Regions from separate parts of the Macaca mulatta genome. Here region 1 is linked to region 2. Evidence: chromatin contacts called from public Hi-C data. All regions are on one chromosome and are shown on one strand. The core of a region is the stretch at or near the end of the contact, and the rest is flanking DNA. Distances in the headings are between cores, read along the strand shown.

Region 1 (4,229 bases), core at 1,181-3,680, 100 kb before region 2:
AAGCCCCGCCGAGGCATAAAATGGCATCATGAAACTGACTTTAGTACTGGGAGAACCACGTCGGTAGGGCCCCGGTAAAGGAAAAGTCCAGCAGACCAGTGGGACAGAATAGAAAAACCCCAAAAAAATCCCCAAAGCAGACCCTTCCTATTGCCTCTGGACCTCTGGTTTACAGAGAAGACGGCCCCTCCAATCAGGCAGGACAGATGGACTGTGGAAAACATGGCGCTGGGAGAACTGGGAAGCACAGCAGGCCTGTGCCTCACACCACTTAACCAGGAAACTCCCAGCCACCATGGAGCACACACAGTTAACCTGGTGAGGGCTGGAGGAAACCACAGGTGAATTCCTCCAGCTATGGCTCAAGGTCCAAAAGCAACGAAGGAAAGCTAAAATGGACTCCCTAGAAATGGGATGGATTCCACTGCTGAGGCCATCATGAGAGGACTCTAGACCCCGGCGGGACAGGCTCCCCTGGCCAGGAAGACACAGCACCGAAAAGCAGCAAGAGCCCAACCCAGAGCTGCCTGTGCGTGCCAGGACCCGAGTCGTGACTCTCTTTCTTTGCAGATACTGGAAATATTCCACGACAAGACAGGAAAACACGAAAGCCCAGCCACGGAGAGGTGCTGGACCCAGTCCTGCTGGAGTCATTGCCCACGGCCCACATTCAGGCGGCTTACGTGGGGACCCTGTGGGTTCCAGACACAGCTGGTCCCTGCACCCCGCCTTCCGGGCAGCCTCACAGCTAGATCAACTTCGGGGTTTTCCACCAGGCTATGAGCCTGCCCTGCCCTGCTCTCAGCACCTGCCTGGCACAAATGGCACCGACACCGCTCAGGCCAATGGAAGGGACCATCCAGGTGCCTGGGGTGAGTGCTGCTGCTGGGACACCAGTAGGGCCTGTGTGCCAGCCATAACCCAGGGGCAGGTGTCACCCAGACCCCAGGGACACTGTGCATGAAGGCTCGGGCAGGCCCGGGCTGGCCACAATGCCAGCTCTACCCTCCCTCCTCCTTCCTTCCTTCCAGCCCAGCTTGGAAGCCCCTCCTCCAGGAAGTCCTTTCAGACCACCAGCTCCAGGCTCCTCTCAGTCCTTGGCCCCCCTCGCCTGTGGCACATACATCCCAAGTCACTTGGCAAGTGTGGGGTCTGGGGAGGTGCCCCTGTATCAGGGCAGGGCCAACGTGTGGGCAAGGGGCCGGGGGCGGCTCTGCCCCACCTTATGGGGCCCAGCGCTGGGGAGATGCCAGCCTCCAGGGCAGCCGTGACATCCAGCCACGCCCTCAGATGCTACGTACCATCCAGAAGAGGGTCCCCGTGGCCAGGGCGGCATACTGCTCGATGGTGGACAGCACGCTGAAGATGAGGCAGACCAGGACGATGAGGAAGCTGTAAGACAGGGACACGGTGGTCAGCACCACGGCCTCCGCCCACCCCATAGATGCACCCGGCGAGTGGTGGGGCCCCGGCCTCCGCCCCGCCCCGCCCCTGGTAGGACTAGACAGTGCTATGAAAACCCAGTCGTCTGTTAGCTGGTGAGCACACACTTGAGGTAGGTCCACACGAGGGATGCCGTCCCGCCACGGGAAGGGACGAAGCACCAACAGGTGCCGCCACGTGGACAGGCCCTGGAAACATGGCGCCAAGGCCAGACACAGACAGGTGACCACCTGCTGACCACCTGCAGTGTGGCTACGCCTTGGACAGCCAGAGCCACAGAAACAGAAAGCAGGCTGGTGGCTGCCCCAAGGCGGGACTGCTACGGGCACGGGGTTTTCTTTTGGGGTCATTAAACATTCTGGATATGGATGGTGGTGATGGCTACACAACTCCGAACGTCCTAGAGGCACAGGGCGCCCACTTTTCATAAGTGAACTGCGGCATGTAATCACGTCTCCGCAAAGCTGATTTTACAAATCACTTCCAGAGGCCGGGCGCGGTGGCTCACGCCTGTAATCCCAGCACTTTGGGAGGCCAAGGTGGGCAGATCACAAGGTCAGGAGATCGAGACCACGGTGAAACCCCGTCTCTACTAAAAATACAAAAAATTAGCCGGGTGCAGTGGCGGGCGCCTGTAGTCCCAGCTGCTCGGGAGGCTGAGGCAGGAGAATGGCATGATCCCAGGAGATGGAGCTTGCAGTGAGCCAAGATCGCACCACTGCACCCCAGCCAGGGGGACAGAGCGAGACTCCGTCTCAAAGAAAAACAAAAAAAAAACCAAATCACTTCCAGAGAGCAGTCAACAGCCCCCTGTCCAGAAGTTCAGGGCCCAGGGCAGGGGTGCTGGTGGTCACAGCACAGAAGCCAGCCTGCCAGGTGGGGGTCCTGATACCTGCACCAAGTATCTGCTTCCCAGAGGAGCCTCGAGGCTGCAGGCTGAGGGTGGCTCTCCTCCAGTTTCACTTCCTCCTCCCCAAGGCCCGGAGGCCAAGTCACAGAACTCATGAAAAGGAAGGTGCACAGAGCCCCACCCTGGGGCAAACGTTCTGTACTGTGGGCACGCAGAGAACAGACGGGCGGCCCACTCTGATCCAGGGAACCATAAAGATAAGGAGCTGCTGCCTCTGCAAACATACCCTTCAGGGCCCGCCCGGCTTCCTGTCACTTCTGGGGAGATTCCGGAGACTCCAAGGACCCCCATGGATCCTCAGCCACAGGAGAGCCAGGAAGTGGCCACACAGCCCCGAGGGCCCAGGGAGACACAGAGAAAGCCACACACAGACCCTGAGTGCCCTGGCATAGATCCTCTGCCCGGCATAGGGTGCCCCAGGCCCCCTCCACTCCCTGAGATCCTGCCATCCCAAGTGGCTTCCAACCCATCCCAGGGCAGCCAGAAGGCCCCCTGCATTGCCTCTCACCCAGCCTCCAGAACTCAGCCCCACCCGGAACCCATCCTCTTCCACCTGTCCGGATGTGTACAGCCCAGCCCACCCTCCCCAGGCCCCTGGAGCCCACAACAAACAGGCTACCTCCCAGCACAGCCTGCCTTGGCTCATCCTCCCGATGCACGTTTCTTGGGGAGGTGGGGGGGGGCTCTGCACCCCTCTTCCCAACAAGCTCCTGTGGGCAGGGCAATCCTTTCCTGGCCTCTGGCAGCCCTACCCAAAGGCCCTTGATGGCGCACTCAACCAACGACCCTGTTCAGGCCCCCTTCCTGGGTTCCTCCCTCCCCATAGCCATAGTCCCACTGCTGGCACTGGGGCCAAAACCTGCAGCTACCATTTCCTCAGCCACCTGCCTCACCAACACCCCGTCCCTCCCACACTGGTCAGCTCTGCAGCCAGCCCGTCTGCACCCTGCCCATCCATCCTCATCTCCCCCTGACCACGGTGCCCACCTCCACCCGTGGCGTTCCCAGCCCACATACCCAGCCAGTCAGTGAACCCTCAATGTCACACCCCAGTATTACACCGCAATGGCCCCAGACCACCCCAGCTCCTCCCGGCCCTTGTTGCCAGTCCTGACTATGCCTGGCCCAGCCCACCTCAGGGCCCGTGCACCTGCTGCTGCCCAGCCTAAAAGCCCAGCTTCAGGGTCCTACCAACGGGCCCTGTCTCATGGGCAGAGGCCAGCTCTGATGTCTGACCCTGGCCCCCACAACACCCCAACTGTGTCCTTTATACTCAAGTATCACCGCTGGGACCAGAGTCTGTTGTCCACCCCCTAGACCATGAGCACCCCAAGAGTGGGGCTGTGGGCTGCAGTCCACGCCCAGGATGCGGCCTGGTGCACAGTAGGTGATCAGTCCCGTGGGACTTCCTTCATTTAATCTCTAAGCCCCAATGCTGCTGCTTCATCCCCTTCACCATGACCCTTCCTCTGCTCCCTGAGGTTACTCCCCCACTGGGACATTCGACCCAAAGCACAAGTCTGATCAGCCATGTGGTTCCAGGAGCACCTGGAAGGCTGGCACGCAGTCCTGCCTTTCCCTGGGCCTCAGTCTCCCCGACCCCCACTGGCCCAAAGCTCTGGCTGCATAAGCTGCCTGGCATTTGCCAATGCGGTGCTTCCAGCCAGGGACCCTCTCTGCACCCCCACCCTCCACACTGCTTTGGCTCTGAGGACTCTTCCTGGCCAGCTTGGACAGGATGCCCCGGCCTTGCCAGGCTCCCTCCGGATGCTCCCACACTGACCACTCCTGCCCTCATCTGTCTCTGGGACCAAAATCCACACGGTGCTGGCACGGGGTGGGTGGGTGCAGAGTAATTAGTTCAACAGACACAGCT
Region 2 (4,471 bases), core at 661-3,160:
CCACCATAATTATCACCACCACCACCACCACACCACCATGTTCACCACCACCATCAACTCCACTGCCACCATTTCACCATCACCATAATCACCTCCGTGGCCATCATCACCACACCATCCTCACCACCCCTCCACCAGCGTCACAAACACCACCATTAGGACCACCACCACAGTCATTATCACCACCACCACCACCATCATGACCATCACTATCATCACCACCTCCACCACCATCACAACTATTATAACCACCACCACCACCACCACCATCACCACTGCCAAAATGTTCACCACCATCACCACCACCTTCACCACCCACCATCATCAACATCATCATCACCACCTTTATCAGCACTAATACCATCAACAACAACACCACAGTCACTACCACCACCATTGCCATTTGCACCACTATCATCATCATCTTTGTCATCATTCCCACCACCATCGCCATCCCTATCATCGCCACCCTCATCAACAGTAAGGCCATCACCGCCCCCACTACCCTCATGCCCACCACCACCATCACCACCACATCATCAATAACACCACCATCATCACCACAACCACAATCACCACCACCATCACAACCACTGCCACCATCATCACAAACACCACCATCAGCACGGTCCCCATGATCATTGTCACCACCACCATCATGACCATCAATATCATCATCACCACCACCACCACCACCATCACCACCACCACCCTGACTACTGCCACCATCATCACCACCACCACCATCACCTTCACCCATTACCATCACTGCCTCAGATTCTGCCTGTGGTCCTTTGGCGCCCTCTGGTGGCTGAAAGGCCAGACTAGCGAGGCCACCAGGGTCCCAGAGAGCAAGTCCCAGATACTGTCCCCCACCATTCCTGGAGTTTATGGTTTGAGGGGGCCCCGGACAGGGGGTCCTTGGAGTCTCTTTTGTGAAGGGGCACACAGAGGTATCCCCCAGGCTCTGTTCTCCTCATGTGTTACCTGCAGCCTCCCAGAAGCCAGGCTACTAGAGTCCCTGTTTGACACTCCAAGGTACTGAGGCCCAGAGTGGCTAAGTAGCTCAACAGCTATGCAGGATCCAATCCCAGGACTGTGGGACTCCAGAGGCACACTCTGTCCCACTGGCACCCTGTCCTGACTCCAGATGCAGGGACAGTCCTCACAGAGCATCCCCGGTGCTGACCGGTGACTGGACGCTCTGTCCCACTGGCACCCTGTCCTGACTCCAGATGCAGAGACAGTCCTCACAGAGCATCCCCAGTGCTGACCGGTGACTGGACATCACTCACAGCTGGCCCATGGCTGGGCAGCCTTTCCAGTACAGATGAGACACCATGGGGGCCGATGCCCCGTGGCCTCGCAGGGCCACAGGAGGGAGGAGGCAGTCCCTCTGGCTCCCTGTCCTCCATGGGACAGCTGGGCCCAGCACCCCAGATGACACGTGTGCTCTTGAGGCAGCTCCTGTTCCTACTTACTGTGGAAACTGAGGTTGAAGAGCCCTGTCCAATCACATTTCAGAGTGGAAACCGAGGTTGAAGAGCCCTGTCCAATCACATTTCAGGGTGGATTTCAGCTGCATTCAGTCCCGGGCCACCCCACCAGACAGCACCAAAGGAGGCAACAGCAGCAATCTAAGTGGCCTAGAAGCCACGTCCACACAGGGTCTCCTCTCCCAGTCACATTAGAGATGCCCCCAGGGCCTTGGTGCCAGTCACACCTGAGGAAGGCCAGCGCTTGGTGTCTGGGTGGCTTTGACAACAGCAGGCCTGTGGGCTCGGCCGTGCCGAGCAGGTCAGGTGGTGCCCTGTGTTGGTTCACGGCCAGCTCCCTGGGGCCGGCATTGGCTGCCCCGGCCAGAAGTTGTGGGCGGGGAAGAGGAGGAGAGGCTTGAGAGCTGGGCCCACGGGCACACCCTGCAAGGTAGGCAGACGGCTCCACCCGCGCCTTGGCCAGCAGCCGCGTGTCAGGGTACTGGGGAGAAGGCAGGCAGGTAGGGACCCTCACACCACTGCCAGCCCAGGTGGGGAGAAGGGGCAGGATTGTAACCCCTCCTCCCGGGCGGGAAGGGCAGGTGGGCACGAGAGGAGTGGGGACCAGGACAGTGCGGCTTTGGCCACACCCTGCCTCTTGCCTCAGTTTCCTTATCTTTAGCAGGGAGGATCCCTGCTTCCCTGGGCTGTGGAGGGCCGGCCCCACTGTGGGCGAGGTGGGGCATTCTGGAAGGGCTGCCCAGTGCTGGAAGATGGTCTGGGCAGGAGGGCCAGCCCCACGGGCTCTGGATCTGAGACTTCAGGCACAGTGTCTGGCCGGCAGCCTGCAAAGGCAGGTGTGGCTCAGAAGCCGAGGGTGAGGGGAGTGGAGCTGTGGGAGGGGTCTGGGGTCACCAGGTCACTACTGTGTCCTCTCGCCACCACTTCCCTGAGCCATGTCCTCCACTGCAGCCCAGGGAGATGTGGCATCCTCATAGGGAGGACACGGACACACATCTGACTTCCTGCCTGCTGCGTGCAGGGACCATTCTGACACCTTCCCCGTGTGACCCGCCGTTCCCCCAAATCTCACAAATGAGACAGGCCCAGGGAGGCTGAGGGACCCGCCCGAAGTCACACAGCCTGGTGGGGATGAGCAGGGCTGGGAACCCAGGACCTGGCCATCCAGTCCTGTCCTGCACTGGTCCTGGGAGGCCGGGGAAGCCATGTTTGGCTCTGGCTGTCTCGGGGATGACTGTGGCTACAGGTGCCCCACTGCCCTGACAGCCCCAGCACCTTCACTACCCGGGGCGCTGCCTCAGTGTTGCCTCTTGGGAGTTCTGGGATGGGGTCACGAAGGCCCCTGGCTGTCCCCGGCTCCCTGCCCCACCCTGGGATGCACAGGGAGGGGTGCGGAAGACCTGGGCACCTGCTCATGCAAATCCCGGCTGTTTGCATTGCCTCCCTCTGGGCCCATTTGCCTGGTGCCCAGCACCTGCCCAAATGCCTCCTCAGCCCCTGGGCTGGCCGGTGGGTGTAGGAGGGGCCGAGCCTGGGTGTGGGGCAAGGGGTGGTTGCGGCCACCGGGAAGGTGAGGCTGCCCGACGCTGCTGCTGGGCTTCCCTGACCTCAGCTGCCGGGCGCCTAGTTCTGCCCCGTCCTCGGGAGGAAAGGGGTGCTGTGGGCCCTGGGAAGGGCCAGAGCTTGGGTTGTGGCTGCTTCCACCTCTAATGGCTGCTGCTCTTCCCCCCGGGGGGCTTGCACAGAGTCGGGGAGGCGCTGCTGAGCTCCAGGCTGAAGGGTGCTCATGGGTGTCCTATCCCAGAACTTCCAAGAGGCAAAACTGAGGTTCACTGGAGAGGAATTCAAGGGTCAGGGAGCCCCGTAGGACCCCTCCCAAGGCCCAGGCCCCCATTAGCTTCCCCACCGGGGATGAAGGGAAGAGAAGAGGGAGTCCCCCATCTACGGCCTAAGAGTCATTGGGAAAGTAAGGATAACAGTGTCGTCCAGCCCAGCCTTGTGCCCCAGGCTGAGGGTCATGGCCAAACCCCAACCCCTACACCCTGTGCTGGGGACAAGTCTGGCCATGCATCCCCAGCCGCAGGGCACATGTCCAGATGTAGCCAGGATTGACCCCAGTGGGTGACCAGGTGTGGCAGGGCCTGGTGGGAATGAAGGCCAGCCTGAGGACCCCCACCCAGGGTGAGGCTCCCGCCCAGGGTGAGGACCCACGCCCAGGGCTGCACCTCACTGCCTGTTCTGTGTTAAGTGGTGTCCTCCCAGACGGGGCGACACTAATGGTGGCATACTGTCCACTGCGAAGCTTAGAATGTGACCTCATTTGGAAGTGGAGTCCTTGCACACTGGGGTAGGGCAGGCCTGGGCACTCAGTGATGGCAGAGGAGACAGACAGGCGAGGCGGACCGCACGCCAACCAAGGCGGAGGCTGGAGCCACGCGGCCACAGCCAGGGACACCTGGCGCCTTGGGAACCTGGAAGGGGTGGGAGGGACCCACCCGAGAGCTTCCAGAGGGAGCACGGCCCCGCCGATGCCTGGATTTGGGATGTCTGGCCTCTAGAACTATGAGATCATCGTTTGTTGTTTTGAGCCCCCGAGGTGTGGCCCTTTGTTTCAGCAGCCCTGGGATGCAACAGCAATGCCAAGCCGTGTCCCAGCCTCCAGCCCCCACCTAGGGCCTGGCCACAGACACGAGCTTCCAACACTGAAAACCGCCAAGCGTCTCCACCAGCGCGGGAGGCCGTATTCAAATACTGCCTCTCTGCGGTCTGCGGCTGGTTCGTGCTCTGCAGGCAGGAAGTGCGGGAGGATTTGCATTACCCTGCAGGGACGGCTCAGGCCCACGTGGTGCTGACAGCATCAGGGCGCCTCCGCAGGCCTGGCCGGAGGAGGGGGCTGAGGTCCGTGAGTGGGTCCTGCCTGGGGCTGGCAGTCACCAGAAGTCGTGCCAGGCTTGACTTGGGCCTCGCACAGGGAC

Evidence for each region. A called contact is a pair of places that touch in the nucleus more often than the background predicts.
Region 1: a Hi-C map of blood shows a contact between it and region 2, with 6 times the contacts expected there. The contact joins the enhancer-like site here to the promoter of TRPM5 in region 2. A contact is called at or near these places in 8 of 14 Hi-C or Micro-C datasets (CD4 T cells, blood, cortical neurons and 4 more).

Annotation. Positions count from the first base shown.
Region 1 is chr14:2,437,177-2,441,405 of T2T-MMU8v2.0, reverse strand. KCNQ1 (potassium voltage-gated channel subfamily Q member 1) reads right to left here. Exons shown (of 16, transcript XM_028833061.2): 2 at 1,302-1,392. Among named protein-coding and RNA genes, the nearest start is that of KCNQ1, 85 kb to the right of the region's middle. Within about 2 kb of position 2,430, at least 5 of the 40 cell types and tissues checked have an H3K27ac peak or open chromatin away from gene starts, as enhancers often do. A contact at or near this core is called in blood, where this site is marked.
Region 2 is chr14:2,333,215-2,337,685 of T2T-MMU8v2.0, reverse strand. TRPM5 (transient receptor potential cation channel subfamily M member 5) reads left to right here and starts at 1,910. Exons shown (of 26, transcript XR_013403409.1): 1 at 1,910-1,996.